Linked DNA regions of Mus musculus: region 2 is linked to region 1. A link is a contact called in public promoter capture Hi-C data. All regions are on one chromosome and are shown on one strand. The core of a region is the stretch at or near the end of the contact, and the rest is flanking DNA. Distances in the headings are between cores, read along the strand shown. Region 1 holds the start of Timd2 (T cell immunoglobulin and mucin domain containing 2). Region 2 holds the start of Zfp62 (zinc finger protein 62).

What was found. Promoter capture Hi-C pulls out the DNA fragments that hold promoters and counts their contacts.
Region 2: a contact with region 1 is called in a promoter capture Hi-C map of liver, with 4 times the contacts expected there. The contact joins the promoter of Zfp62 here to the promoter of Timd2 in region 1. A contact is called at or near these places in 2 of 39 promoter capture datasets (cranial neural crest and liver).

The regions. Positions count from the first base shown.
Region 1 is chr11:46,694,169-46,701,818 of GRCm38.p6, forward strand. Timd2 (T cell immunoglobulin and mucin domain containing 2) reads right to left here and starts at 4,662. Exons shown (of 9, transcript NM_001161355.1): 1 at 4,375-4,662.
Region 2 is chr11:49,200,206-49,207,855 of GRCm38.p6, forward strand. Zfp62 (zinc finger protein 62) reads left to right here and starts at 3,087. Exons shown (of 4, transcript NM_009562.3): 1 at 3,087-3,333.

The DNA.
Region 1 (7,650 bases), core at 3,412-5,911:
GGGAATGCCTTTGCTGAGGTGTGTGTGTGTGTGTGTGTGTGTGTGTGTGTGTGTGTGTGTGTGTGAGTGCTAAGGCCCTGGGGTGTCCTGGGGATGGCGTTTCATGAATAGGCAACAGAAAAGAGTTGCTTACACACAGCTGGAACAGCCCAAGGTGAAAGAGGAGCATAAAGACAAGGGGGTCCTGAATGTCAGGTCACACAAATGCAAAGGAACTGGCAGCAATAACCTGGTCCTGGTGACCCTGCAACTGCGTGGCCAGTGACCTTCCTAGGGTGGAGACATCAGTGGGAAGGATTGTAAGGAAAAAGACAAGGTGATAGCTGGAACCCAGGAGACTTTTAAGGTGGGGTGAGCTGAAGCTGTTAGACCCTGTGGGAACCCCCACCCAATCCCCGATTCGGCGTGCACCCAAAAAATCATGAAGGACCATCTCTTGATGTAATTACATGAGGACGTTTAATGACGGAGCTCCGGACCGACATGCATCCCACACAGGAGATAACGGATGTCGGTCACAAGGCTCGAAAGCTAGGGGTTTTTATGGGGTAAGGGGCTTAGGGGTGTGGAATTCAGCATAGTGACACACTATTGGCTTATTTAAACATTAACAGAAAGATTACATGTTAGCAAAAGGGCATCAGGACTTTGTTCCTGTGGGCTGGGGGCTTATCTTGTTCACATAGCAACCAGTTGATGTATGACTTTACCCAGCGTCAAGGGGCAGTAGACAGAGGGGAGGTTCTGGCCAGGTGGTGTTGACCCAGACAAGATAGCCCTGCTTGTACAATCAAGCTGTTCTTAGGAATGTCTTAACAACAGCCCTGTCTGTTCTGCTTTGTTCTCGGCCCCAGGCCTCTAGCTCATAGACAACTCTTTTACATGAATCACAAGATACAAAATCTCATTTTTCTTTCAAAGCCTGTCTTTGCTACTTTGTAATTCTTCCTCCTACCCTTTATCCCCAACTACCCCTCAATCTGGATTCTAGCCTTTTTATACCATATGTAAAGTTCCCAGACTTCCAAACTTCACACAATCACAGAATCTGCAGCTGGCAAAACCCTGCCTCTGTTATAGCATGAGGCAAATCATAGGCATGCTGAGGGCGGACCCTCTCAAGCAGCCTGATAGCCCCACACCTGGGATTAAACTGACCAGGTTTTGTGGCACACACCTTAAATCCCAGCATTTGTGAGGCAGGTGGATCTGAGTTCAAGGCCAGCCTGGTTTACAAAGTGAGTTCCAGGGCAAATATAGAAAAACCCTGTTTCAAAAAACCAAACCAAAAAAAGGCACAAAGCATTTTCTTATGATATTTGTGTGTGTTTTGTTTTGTTTTTTAAGAAACACAAATTCCAAAATTGTCACTATACTAAGCAGCTGACGTCTAAGCAGCTGGACATGGCTCAAAATCCCTAAGGCTGTTTGACCTTGACTGAGTAGAAGAACTTGCTGATGGTGGAGGGATAGAATACTCACTGACCTGCAGAACCAAAGCTATCTCAGGGTATCTTAGATTTTTGAGTAGCCAATAGCTACTGAGATCAGCTTCTAACAACTTCTTGACTATTAAATGAAACTTGAAATGTAGCCTGGGTTGGCTTCAACTAGCTTCATCTGCTCTGAGGCTGGGACATCTCATGACCAGAAATTTCTTTGCCTCAATGTAGCTCTCACCTCATGGCCCACTAGTGTGGTTGGTTTATTCATTTTTTTAGTTATTTTGGTAGGGTCGACCTGGAACTCTTTCTATCTCAGGTTGGTCTCTCACAAATAGAGATCCTCCTGCCTCAGAAGGCTGTGATTACAGGCATGACCCAACACACCCAGTCTGCCCTCTGGGCTTTGTACAAACACTAACCCTTCACTTTCATTCCTGGACAGTCAAAGTTCGTGTTTGACCTGGTAGTACAAGCCTTCTGTACCCCCAGCTCTGTACCCCAGCTCTGTACCCCCAGCTCTGCACCCCCAGCTCTGTACCCCCAGCTCTGCACCCCCAGCTCTGCACCCCCAGCTCTGTACCCCAGCTCTGTACCCCAGCTCTGTACCCCCAGCTCTGTACCCCCAGCTTCTCAGGAGGCTGAGGCTGGAGAATCATGGGCTTCAGGCCTGTCTAGGCTACCTGAGCAACTCCTCTAAATAAAAAATGGGGAAATGGGTTTGGATGGCTGGATTTAAAGGTCAGTGGCAGAGAGACCCTGTTTACATCTTTTGCAAGCACATAAAAAATGTGATTGCAGCCAGGCGTGGTGGCGCACGCCTTTAATCCCAGCACTCGGGAGGCAGAGGCAGGCGGATTTCTGAGTTCAAGGCCAGCCTGGTCTACAAAGTGAGTTCCAGGACAGCCAGGGCTATACAGAGAAACCCTGTCTCGAAAAACCAAAAAAAAAAAAAAAAAAAAAAGTGATTGCAACAGAAAGAGTCAGTTAAGGTGTAGCACATTCCTTTATTCCCAGAACTAGGAGACAAAGGAATGCAGTTATGCAGTTCTCTGTGAGTTCCCTGTCAGTCTGATCTGCATAGTAGGTTCTGGGGCAGCTGGAATAGCTACATAGTAAGATGCTATTGCAGCAAACACACACACACAAATTATAATTGTAGAATAAAATGAACTTCACATAAATTTTCCATAGTGGAATGTCACTCAGGGTTATTTGATGTCCCAAACCCATGCTCACTTAAACTTGGATCAAAATCAACTATTTTACCACCACCTTAGAGAAAAGTCTGTATTTTTACATAGCTAAAGTTATATACTTTTTTTTTTTTTTTTTTTTTTTTGATTTTTTGAGACAGGGTTTCTCTGTGTAGCCCTGGCTTTCTTGGAACTCACTCTGTAGACCAGGCTGGCCTTGAATTCAGAAATTCACCTGCCTCCCAAGGGCTGGGATTAAAGGCGTGTGCTACCATGCCTGGCTGTTTGTTTTTTGTTGTTGTTTTTTGTTTTTGTTTTGTTTTTTTTACTTAAAAAAAAACAACCATATGGTGGCCTCTAACTCACTGTAGCTCAGTTGGATTTTAACCCCTTCCTACTGTCTCAAGTGTTGGGATTGCCAACACGCTAAGATCAGGGTTTCTTTCTTTTTCTGTTTTTGGCAGGAAGCCCTGAGTTCAATCTTTCTCACCAGATAAACAGGGTATGGAGGCATATGGCTACTGGGGAAGGCAGGGTCAGAAGTTCAAGCCCATCCTCAGCAAAGCTTCTATTCTGAGGAAATCCTGACACAAGAGGCCCTGTCTCACAGACAGTGACAGTAAGAAGCAGTCACGGAGCTTTATGCTTGGAACCCAGAACTCAGGGGAAGACTGGAGATCTAGGCCAGTGAGGTTTCACAACTGCATTGTAAAAACCTGATGAGTGTTCACTATGATGTGTTTCCTACACTGTCTGACTCGTGGCTCATTTTAAAATCTTACAGTGTAGGTGGGGGAGAGAAGCATTGGGGCTTTGGAGTGTGAAAACACAATCACTCTATTGCATCTGGAAGTGAGGGAAAATACCAGGTCAGACAACCAAAGAGCATGAAATTCCCCAAACACAGAATATGCATTCTGGAGAAAGAGTACACCAATTCTCAACATAAACGCATACATTTTAAAAATCTCAAGCTTTTCTCTAAGTATCTTTCACAACACTTAAAGAAAAATGAAATCCAGGAGTTGAATAGATAGAACAATGGTTAAGAGTACTGGCTGCTCTTCCAGAAGACCCAGGTTCAACTCCCAGTGCCCACATGGCAGCTCACAACTGTTTGCAATTCCAGTTCTGGGGAGGAACTGGCAACCCCACACTGACATACATGTGGACAAATACCTACTCACATTAGATAAAAACAAATCTTTTTTTTTTTTTTCTTAAATCCACATGAACACCAAGCTCTAAACGGTGCCCACTTGCCTAGCCTGGCCATGTGCTCCCCTTCTCAACACTCCAACTAAAGCAAATCTTCTTCTCTTTCTGGCCTTGCCAAGTTCACAAACACGATATCTCAAATTCCAGCAGCCAATTTGATGCTATAGATCTGGGTCTATAGGTCCATGCCTAATTATCTAGGGCTTAGTCTAAAATTACCAGACTATTCTCTTCTACAGTTTCCTTCTTATATCTCATGTTAACTCCATTTAAGAAGGCTTTAATAGCTCATATATTAAAAAGTCCATTATTCCATTTAAACGAGGATCAACCTTCCAAGAATCCGAAGAACTCTATTGGATATTAAGTTGTCCTAATGTCTAGAGACTCATCGTTGTTCCAATGCCGCCATAGAATCCCACATTGTCTCAAATGCAAAGCCACATGGCACAGAACCTCCAGGAAGTACTGTCCTCATTGCTTCTCTCTAACACGAGCCTACAGAAGAGGGAACTTACCAGTTAGGAGAGAGCCGTAGCTTCTGGTTAGTGTCTCCTTCTAATCCTCTGCTGCTGATGGAGCTGCTGATAGATAAAGAGGAATCTGTCCCAGAATTCCATCCTTATCTCCTGGCCACACCTTCAATATTTTGTTTGAAAACTGAGTCTCTCTAGTTCTACCATCCTTTTGCCTGATTGTATATGTTCAACTTAAAGAGATTATAAAAAAATACTTAAAAGACTAGCACTCAGGAAAGCAGAGGCAAGTGGATCTTCTGAGTTCAAGACCAACTCCGTTTACATAGTGAAACTTTGTCCCCACAACAACAAAGCTAACTTTCTGCTGGGCGAAGCAAAGGTCTTCACTTGAGTTCAAACTCCAGGTCTGGAGATCATGCTGACTTTGAAAAGTTTTCAGCAGAAAGGGACTTTGCACCATGCACCAGCTTTCTTAGTTGTATATGAATAAACTGAAAGTCAGAAAGAGGAATAGAATATAGATAGAACCCAGCGAGGGACCTGGTGCACAGGCAGAAGTGAAAGCTGACTAATTATACACGTTGGTCTGTCAGTCAATTAACAGTTTAAGCAAATAAAGCTAGACTAAAGTCCCTGCTTGCAGAACGCTAAGGGGAGGCTGCCAGCTTTCTAAGCTGAGCTTCTCCATGCCCTCATACGCTTTTCAGGCTTAGTAACTATACAGGCTTCCAGAGTTGGGTAGTTGCAGAGGAATTTTTTTTAAGATTTACTTATTTATTACATATATGTAAATACACTGTAGCTGACTTCAGACACCACAGAAGAAGCATCAGATCTCATTACGGATGGTTGTGAGCCACCATGTGGTTGCTGGGATTTGAACTCAGGACCTTCAGAAGAGCAGTCAGTGCTCTTAACCACTGAGCCATCTCTCCAGCCCCGCAGAGGAATTTTAATCCAGAAACATAACTGTTGTGGCAAGGGATCACATGTCTGTGTGATCGGGCTGGAATGACACACCTTTAATTCCTCTGGCTGGATTACAGACACACCCTTGGTACACACCTTTAGTCCCAAACAATGAAGGTAAAGTTGTAGAAGGAAGAAGTCATATTTGAAAGTGATATCTAATAGAGAGGCAAAGTGATGAATGAGAATGAGTCAAAGAGAGGATATGCCCAACTCTCAGGAGAACACAGGAAAGAGAAGCTACTTAAAAGAGAAGGAAGGAAGGGAGGAGAGAGAGAGAGAGAGAGAGACAGACAGACAGACAGACAGACAGACAGACAGAGACAGAGAGAGAGAGAGAATATGAGAGTTTTAGAGCTTTACCAGGATAATTTTTAGAGACAGGCTACAGGTAAAGACAGAATGAGCCAGAAAATGAGAAGAAACCAGATTAGAACAGATTGCCAGAGTTAGTTTGAGGCCAAGCAGAGCAATTCAGTCAAAAGCTGAGAGAAGCTACTTTGAAACAGTCAACTTGGAGAGGATTTGGGCCAGAACCAGCTGGCCATAGCAAAACGAGCTAGAAGGAATGGGTTTATTCAGCAGTTAGCTTCTGAGACAACAATTATATCTGGTGAATAAAAGTTACTTTTACAAAGGGTTGTGATAGATGGTGAAGACAGCTTGGACATGGGTTTAAGCCAATAGAAAGTCTTTCTTAGCCAGCTGCACAAAAACCATGTTCTGAGTTGACATAGTTCAGTTAACAAGACCAGTTAGCCAGGAGCAGAACTATAGAAACTAAAAAGCAATGTTCGTACAGTTTGAGACGTTCCCAGAACCGTATTGACATTGATAGATTAGGCGTTTGTTTTAGTTTTGGCAGGAGGTGTTTTCCATATGCTGCTGAATTTTACAGACTGAATGGCACTTCCATGTGGAGTCGAGTCTCAGGGCTTGCTAAGGTTTGGTGCCCTGTTATACTGGTCTTAGTAAATGAGTCACACTATACACTACTCATCCTGTTAGAATGAGATGTGGTTGGTCCTACAGCTCTTGTTGTTATCCAGATAAGGCAGAATAGCAGACATCAGAATAAGGGGAAGTGCCTTGGTTAAAAGTTCTGGATATTAGGCAAGTTTTAGCCTCTTGTAAGTCCTCTAATATTGATTGGGGTACCCCCCAGTCACTGTGAACTTTGTCAGTTAATAGGCTGACAGTCCGAACTGTTTCTACCCCCATGTAGTACAGGGGCCAGATGTCTGACAACCAGTAACCCTGGCTAATTTTTGGCTGGGAATGATAAACTCTATCCCTAGGGTGCCTTCTGTGGCATAGGTTTGAATCCTCAGGATTTTCCTGTTTCCCAAAGACCGGAATATTTTTTTGAAGAAATTTGTTTTAGGAAGCCTCATTTCACAATCTCAAATTTTGTAACGGAAACTCCCTTGTTTCTAGTAATCAAGTAAGGCATATGTAGAATTGTAAATTTACAATTTTTATCTTTTTTTTTTTTTTTTTTGAGACAGGGTTTCTCTGTATAGCCCTGGCTGTCCTGGAACTCATTCTGTAGACCAGGCTGGCCTCGAACTCAGAAATCTGCCTGCCTCTGCCTCCTGAGTGCTGGGGATTATAGGCGTGTGCCACCACGCCTGGCTGTACCCCATTTTTTAATAGGGTTATTTGAATTTCTGGAGTCCAGCTTCTTGAGCTCTTTGTATATATTGGATATTAGTCCCCTATCAGATTTAGGATTGGTAAAAATCCTTTACCAATCTGTTGGTGGCCCTTTTGTCTTATTGACAGTGTCTTTTGCCTTACAAAAGCTTTGCAATTTCATGAGGTCCCATTTGTCAATTCTTGGTCTTACAGCACAAGCCATTGCTGTTCTATTCAGGAATTTTTCCCCTGTGCCCTTATGTTATCTTCCCCACTTTCTCCTCTATAAATTTCAGTGTTTCGGGTTTTATGTGCAGGTCTTTGATCCACTTAGACTTGAGCTTTGTACAAGGAGATAATAATGGATCAATTCGAATTCTTCTACATGATAACCGCCAGTTGTGCCAGCACCATTTGTTGAAAATGCTGTCTTTTTTCCACTGGATGGTTTTAGCTCCTTTGTCAAAGATCAAGTGACCATAGGTGTGTGGGTTCATTCCCTGGAGTTCAATTCTATTCCATTGCTCTACCTGTCTGTTGCTGTACCAGTACAATGCAGTTTTTATCACAATTGCTCTGTAGTACAGCTTGAGGTCAGGCATGGTGATTCCCCCAGAGGTTCTTTTATTGTTGAGAATAGTTTTTGCTAGCCTAAGTGTTTTGTTATTCCAGATGAATTTGCAAATTGCCCTTTCTAACTCTGAAGAA
Region 2 (7,650 bases), core at 1,837-4,336, 2.5 Mb after region 1:
CCCAGTTGTCCCGTGCTATCTTCCCCACACTGATTTAAAATATTAAATGCCGACCCTATGTTGCTCTTTAATTAGTTTATAAGCCTGCCTTGGAAATATGTCCACTTAATTACTGATAAGTTTTAGTAGTCCTCCCCCGTCTCTGGTTCTTTCTCTAAGGCATTTACTGGCTAGAAATAAGCAAGAGTCTCTACTCATTGTCCATGTAAACTTCAGGACCAATGGTGGGTTGCAAAGAGGTTGTGACTGTAGTTACGAGAGTCATTACAGATGAGAAGGGGGCACCTTTGAGTCTGAGTCATTCCTCTCAGTGGAATCCAGGAAACTTTGCATACGTTCAGTTGCACTTCTGCGTTCCCGGGAACACTGCAAAGTTTCTTCATATAGGTCGTGCAGGTGTATTGTTAGCTCCTATTTCATTTTCTGCTGGTTCCTATTATAAATGTACTTTTGCTTCATTTATTAGAATTATAGTTTATGCATAAGGAAACTATTGCTTTCTCTGTTAATTCTGAAAACACATACTTTACAGTGTTGTCTCATTGTTTATTCTGGTTTTCCAAGTTAATTCCCTTGAGCTCAATAAAAATAAAATCTTGTTATCTGAAAGTAGGATAATTATATGCTTGCTTTGCAGTGTTTATATTCTATGTTTTTTTTTTTCTTATCCAGCTGCAACAGGAAGTAATGATAGTAACTGGTAGGTAGTTATCTTCTGGCTCTCTCATTGCTTTCACTGTTTCCCCTGCCACACTCTCTAGTGCCCCAGTCCTTACTGTCCTTATTTTAGGACTTGTAAAAATGTCCTCTCTTTGTCCAAGATGCATACAGAAAAACTGTTGTACAGTATTGTTTATTATAGACCTAATTTAGTTTTTATACACTTAATTAGGAAGCACTTCATACATGAACAAGAGGAGAATGGCTAATGAGATTCTAATTCAACAGAACAACACAGAAAACAGCATTATGAGAAATCATAATGAATAACACTATATTTTAAATCACTAAAAAGTGCATAGGTAGCATGATTGCAACACTCTAAAAAAGAAAAAATCCATTCAACTGGTGGTAGAAAAAGGAAGGAAGTCTGTGTGTGGTAGCATACAGACAGGCAGATCTCTGTAAATTCAAGGCCAGCTTGATCTACATAGTGAGTTTGAGGCCAGCCAGAATTACAGAGTAAGAATTTGTTCAAAAAAAAAAAAAGTGTGTGGGATCTTATATAAATGGTGGTTATCACTAGGTAACTATTCTGTTTTTATTCTTTTTTTTTCTTAGCTTGGATATCCAGTGCCAATTTTACATTTATAATATATCTTAGTTCATACTAGCCATATTGCATGTGTTTATTAGCCACCAAATGTACATAGTAGCTATACAACAGGTAGACAGTCTTGGTAGCTGTTCCAAAGGACAAGTGCTAAAAAAAGGACTCTGTGTGTGTCTCTGTGTGTTTGTGTGTCCACGTGAATGTCTGTGTTTGTGTGTGTGTGTGTCTGTGTCTATGTGTCTGTCTGTGTCTATGTCTCTCTCTCTCTCTCTCTCTCTCTCTCTGTGTGTGTGTGTGTGTGTGTGTGTGTGTGTGTGTGAATACAAGGCCAAAAAAAAAATTGCCTGAATAACAAAAACCATGGTGGAAAATAAAAACATTGTCCACAATAAACGTTACCTAATCAAGATGATTTATTTAGGCTTTATGATCCTTTGCTATCCTTTACTAAATAAAAGTGTCCCAATCCAGATATAATTATTTTTATACTTAATTATCTAAAAGGAAAAACAAACAAACAAAAATCCAAAATCTTGGAATGTGAGCAGGCCAGCCTAATGTGATAGCCTTTAATTTAGACTATGGACTCTTCTAGAGGCCTCAAAGAAGTGCCCAAAGCTCTTCCCAGAGTTGTGCTATCCAGTAAGTGGGATCCTAGCACTCATGTGGCTATTTCAATGAAATGTAATTAGACACTTGGTCTTCAGTGGCACTGGTCACATTTGAAGCACTTGTAGCTGTGTCTCAGCTACTGTTTGGGTTGTAGAAGAATCCCCCAACAACCCCTAACTTGTCCATGTTCTTCTCCATAACTTGCTGCTTGCTGGCCTGACAAGGACCTAGGACCCTGCTCCATCTTGGGCTTCACTGTTTTCCTACTCTGCTGGACATTACCGCAGACTTTCCACTTGCCCTGACCACCTTAGAGATGCATAGACCTTAGTGCCCAAATGCAGTCGAGATACTACTACACTCAAATTGCCATTCCTTCTACATTTCCAAGTCATTAAGGTGAGTTAGGGCTTGCCTACAAAGATATAAAAAACAGGAGTAGACTGGTGCAGATTACAGGCTTTAAACTGGAGTTTTGTAGTTACGGGTGGGGGAGGGTGAGGGGGATTTTGTTAGAGGCAGAACGGGGAAGGTAGCTGTGATAGGTTATTTCTCTGCCACCACGGAAAGGAGCCAATTCAAGTTAGATTAGATTAAAGGCAGGTTTACGGAGAAGCTGCTCTCCTGTGGGCGAGTTCACTAGCTCCGAGGACTGAGGCCAGGAAAGTCCCCATGGGGGGGGGGGGGGTGCACTCAGATAAAGGAAGAGAAAAAGAGCAAGCAAGAGTGACCAAAACTTCTAGATTATATAGGGAGGAACCTCTGGGGGAAAGGGCAGCTCAGCCCCTGGGCTGGGAAGTTGAGATCAGGGTATGCCTGGTTGGGACAGATGCTGTTCCCAACATGGAGCCAGGTCTGCTTTGGTAAGTAAATATTCACCTCTGTCGCTTGTCCTCATTGGAAAACAAACACGAAGCTGCTGGTATCCGGGAGAGAGACAGTTACTTTTCTTCTGCAGTCTCCGAATAGCAGGCTTCCTGGAAATTTGAGCTTTGTTGAGGGTCTTGGCTTTGGGAGAGGAGGGTCTTTTAGAAATAAGGGGTATGGGACCCCCATATTCCGCTTTCTCCCAGGAGCCCAGCCCTCCCTCCTAAGACTCTCCCCAGCCTCGCTTGTTAACTATGAGCTCAGCTTCACAAGCAGGAAGTGAAGTATCTATTTTACCACACCACTTGATTATACCCGCCCCCAATGCACCCCGGAATTGCAATAAAAGTCCAAGACAACTAGAACCCCCTTCCTCTCCGGGCAGACCAGCCGGGATTAGGAGGCCAGCAGAGCACCCACAAACTGCGGGTCACGTGCGCGATCAGAGCCCGACCATCGAGTCAGTCCTCCAGCTTCCCAGAGCGGCCTCGGAAGTGCCCCTGCGGCTCGGGTCTTTCCGGCCAGGCAGTCCGCGCTTTTGTCCCGCCGGCGGCCGGGCTCCCGCGGTGCCGCCACAGCCAGTACGTGAGTCCCGGGCTGCCGACGCTCCCGCCTCTCCCCGGCCCGCCACGCCCTTCCCTTCTCTGCCCTCCGGTCCCGGGCGGGTCCTAGTGGGGGAGGGAGAGCGTGACTTTCCACACGCCCTGGGGAGCGTCCTCTAGGAGTGAAGGGGAAGGAAGAGCCCTGGTTCGGGCCCGGCGCGCGGGCAGGCTGCCATCGGAGCAGGCCCTGGGCCGAGGAAGGGCCAGAGTCCGCCCCGGTGTTCCTTGACTGTCATGGCCGTTTCGGGCTTAGAAAGAGGAGAATCCCGATTATTAGCGCCTAAAAATTTGCCCTGATTGCGGTTAAGTTTGTTTCTGAGACTTGGAGATGACCTGATTCGGTCACCTCTTCCCGTCATTTTGGTGGGGGAGAGGTGTTGAGAGACACTTGCGGCTCTGGAAGCAGACCGTTCTCCACTTCCTGGCCCTCTCCTAGGAGAAACTCATCTGTAGAGCAGTGGGTGCAACCGGAGGCCGCCATCTGCCCTACCCCACCCCCACCCCACCGCAAACTGAGAAAGTGTTGGCCTAGGGAAAAGCCAGCGAAGGCACTTGAACCCAAGTGATCGCTTGGGGAAGTCCTGGGGCAGCGGTGTGAAAGAAAGAAAGGTCAGGTGGAGAGAGCCGCGGCTAGTGTGTTATCTTAAGATGGTTAGTCTAGATGGCCAAGACCGTTTGTGTACGCCTGAAGCTTTTGTCTGTCTGGGGTGTGTGTGTGTGTGTGTGTGTGTGTGTGCGCTTTTGTCTGGGGTGTGTGTGTGTGTGTGTGTGTGTGTGTGTGTTTGAATACGTAATGCTCACGTGTCCAAGGCATTAAAATACAAAGATTTTTAAAAAACAAAAATTTAATGCAAAATATGAAAACAAGATTTTCTTTTACTGTTCTCAAAGGTTGTTCTGGGCCCTACCTTAAAAGGTAAACACTTTTGTTAAGATGTTGAGTAGACTTTAAGGACTTCTTCATTTAAATACTAGCAAATATATAAGTCGTTCCTCTTTTATTCAGACAGGTGGTAGCATAATAAGTCCTGCTTCTCTGTTTCTTTTACTGAATCTGTTTTACAGAACTCATACGGAAACGGGTGGGTTGTTTGTTTTACAAACATGTAGCAGATTGGCCATTTTAAAGGATGCTTTAGATAAATCTCTAGACTGCAGTTGATAATCTTTGAGTTGTTTCTAGTGTTTTTTGCCAAATGGTATTATGTGGAATGATTCTGTATTAGGATAAGGATTTTGAAATTAAGAGGGACTGAGGTTAATAAGGTATTTTTTGTTGTTTTGCATTCAGTTAAATGGGCTACACTAATTGCTTCAAGCTAATCTCTGAGTGGGCCCTTAGCTTCAGAAAAATCTCTCCACTGCCCTTCATGCTCTCTTGCTTCCCTTATTGCTGGAGTATCTAAAAGTATCTCTTTCACTACTATGAGAATATTTCATTATAAAAATCCCTCCTGTCCTTATTCCTAATTTTTAAATAATAGAAACAAATCTTGTTAACCATTTGCATATGCTTCTCATAAATTAAATGCAAAAAATGACCAAAGCACATATCGTCCTCTTTTCAGCATATCACTTAGACTCCATCCTCCATCCGCACGTTCTTCCACTGAGTGCTCTTGAGTTGCCTCTTTCATCCTCTCGTCACCAAATATGGCACCTAAGAGCTTAAGTTACAGAAGCCCTGTACCACACTTGACATATAGGATACTCCCTTATGGGAAACAGTTGAAATCTGGAAATTCAAAGTAGCTGCAGGTATATCACACCTGTTTCTTCTTGCAGCCCCACTGTAGGCGTCACTTCCCACTAAACCAAGAGTGCTCTCTTGTGAGTTGACTCAGCTTTTGAGAACTAACTCCTCGCTGTCCAGAACAGGTAGTAAAGTGAAGGTTCTTGATATCTGCTTGCACTTTTGTAGAACCTAGCAGTAGAATGTGAAAAAGTACAGAAATTGCCAGAAATGTGAGTCTTAAGTAATTTATGAGGGATAGAGACTTTCTCATGGTTGGCTTTTTCACTGATGTTACCACAGATGTTTTCACAGATGGTTAAGGTCATTCTGTCTATCAGAAACTGGCTCAAGAGATTTCCCATCTAGTTTTGAGAAATTAAAACCTTTTTGTTCTGTGTTATGGGGGACAACACATGATGGCCACCACATCCATTTTATTGATTGTACTATAACTTCATCTTGCAACTCTAGTTCTTGGTTCTCTTATCCCTTCTTAGTCTGTTCTCCAACTGATTAGTAGTGGTGGTGGCAGCAGTGCTGTCTTTAGTCCCAGGAGGTAGAGGCAGGTGGAGCTCTGTGAGTCAAGGCCAGCCAGTGCTATATAGTGACGTTTCATTCATATATATATATATATATATGAATAATATATATATATATTAAGCAAAGTAGAGGTAGTACAGTGAATTGTATGCCCAGAGTTTCAGGATTCTGATATATTTATTTATTCTTGGTTGAAGCATTTTAAAGCAAATTTCTGACACCGTTTGTTTTACTCTATTTTAGTTGTCATTAAAAGTATATATACTCCTAACATCTATAGTACCATTACATAACAGCCTATTTTAGCTTTGATTTTTTTTTTTTTTTTTTGATATTATCTAGCAGCAAGTAGGCAGACTACTGGGTCATTTGTCTACAATAAGCTAAGAAGGACTTATAGCTTATACCCTTTGTTTTATTTTGTTTTTTGTTTTTCGAGACAGGGTTTCTCTGTGTAGCCCTGGCTGTCCTGGAACTCACTTTGTAGACCAAGCTGGCCTGGAACTCAGAAATCCGCCTGCCTCTGCCTCCCACGTGTTGGGATTAAAGATGTGTGCCACCACTGCCCATCAGCTTATACCCTTTTAATGGTATGTTCATGAGAATGGCAGTATATCTTATTACACATTCTCAGTTGCCTTATATGCTAAGCTAACAGCATTTATGCTACTGATGCCCGTGTTTTTGATTGAGTGAACTATTGGAAGAGCCAAATAGCCTGTACTTAAACAAGGAGTTAAGGAAACTTTGGCTTCTGACTAGATTGTGAAGGCAAATAAAGTGTTTGTGGTTCATGCAGTTGAGGCCAGTTACTAGCCAATCATACATTCCCCAAGGAAATGAAGTGACTAAGGATAATGAAAATAATTCAGTCTGTCAAGTAATTGATGGTGAGTTTGAATACATGGCTTTTTGTCAAAAGGATCAGAGTTCAGATTCCCATGTGAAAAGTTTAGAGTTGTAACACCATATACCTGAAATCCTAGCAGTCGGGAGGAGAGAAATCCTGCAAACTGGGTAATTTACAACAAACAAAAACCGTACTGCTCATAGTTCTGGAGCCTGAGATGTCCCAGGTTAAAGTGCTGGCATGTCCTCAGACCTTCTTGCTTTGTTTTTGTTTTCACGTGGTAGAAGGCAGCATACAACAGAAAAGCAGAGAGAACCTTAGTAAGACTTCTTTATGAGGAGCCCAGGCCCACAATAATGGCATCAATACACTGTAACATAAAGACAGTGCCTCCATGGCCTTGTTATCTCCTGCCAGGAACAGTATCACACTTTTGTAATCCCAGATAATTGACAGGCTAAACCTGGTATCTCTGAGTCTGGGACTTCAAGTTCAAGGCCAACCCCAGTAACATTGTGAGACTTGTCTCAAAGACAAAACAAAAATATTTTAAGAAAACACCTGCTTTATATTATATTGGCAATTAATTAAGCATGAATTTTGTTTTAATAAGGTGTTAAACTATATGAGAAAATGATCAAGTATGCATTTTATTCTTAACAGCTCTTAGAGGAAGAATTGGATGGGGATAAGAATGAAGGCAGAAAGATTCTAGAGGGCAGGAGTCAAGGCCTAGAAGTTGATGTTTATACTATAAAATCAGCCTTAAAGGATGCTTTGCATGCAAATGAGAGAAGAAGACAGAACAATGGGGTGGATAATAGGATCTATCTGTATTTGGATAAAAGGTTTTGAACCAAAGATACATTTCTAACAGACAGCTTCTAGGAGTGATAGAGGTCATATATAGACAGAGCTGTCTGTCCAGAGGGGAGTAGTTCTGCAGAGTCAAGAGGAAAGATTAAATGAGGGGAGCAGGCACATCTGAACACCAGCAGCTCTGGGAAGGAAGCACCTTATCTAGAAAAAGTGAGTACAGTGTGCTCTGAGGTAAAGAAATCCACTTGAGTAGATGAGGCTTAAAGGGAGATGAGCCACTAAACAAACAGGATGGTGAAGGTAATACACAAGGGAAGCGGAGTGGATGGAGTTCTAAATGGTTTTTCTTTCT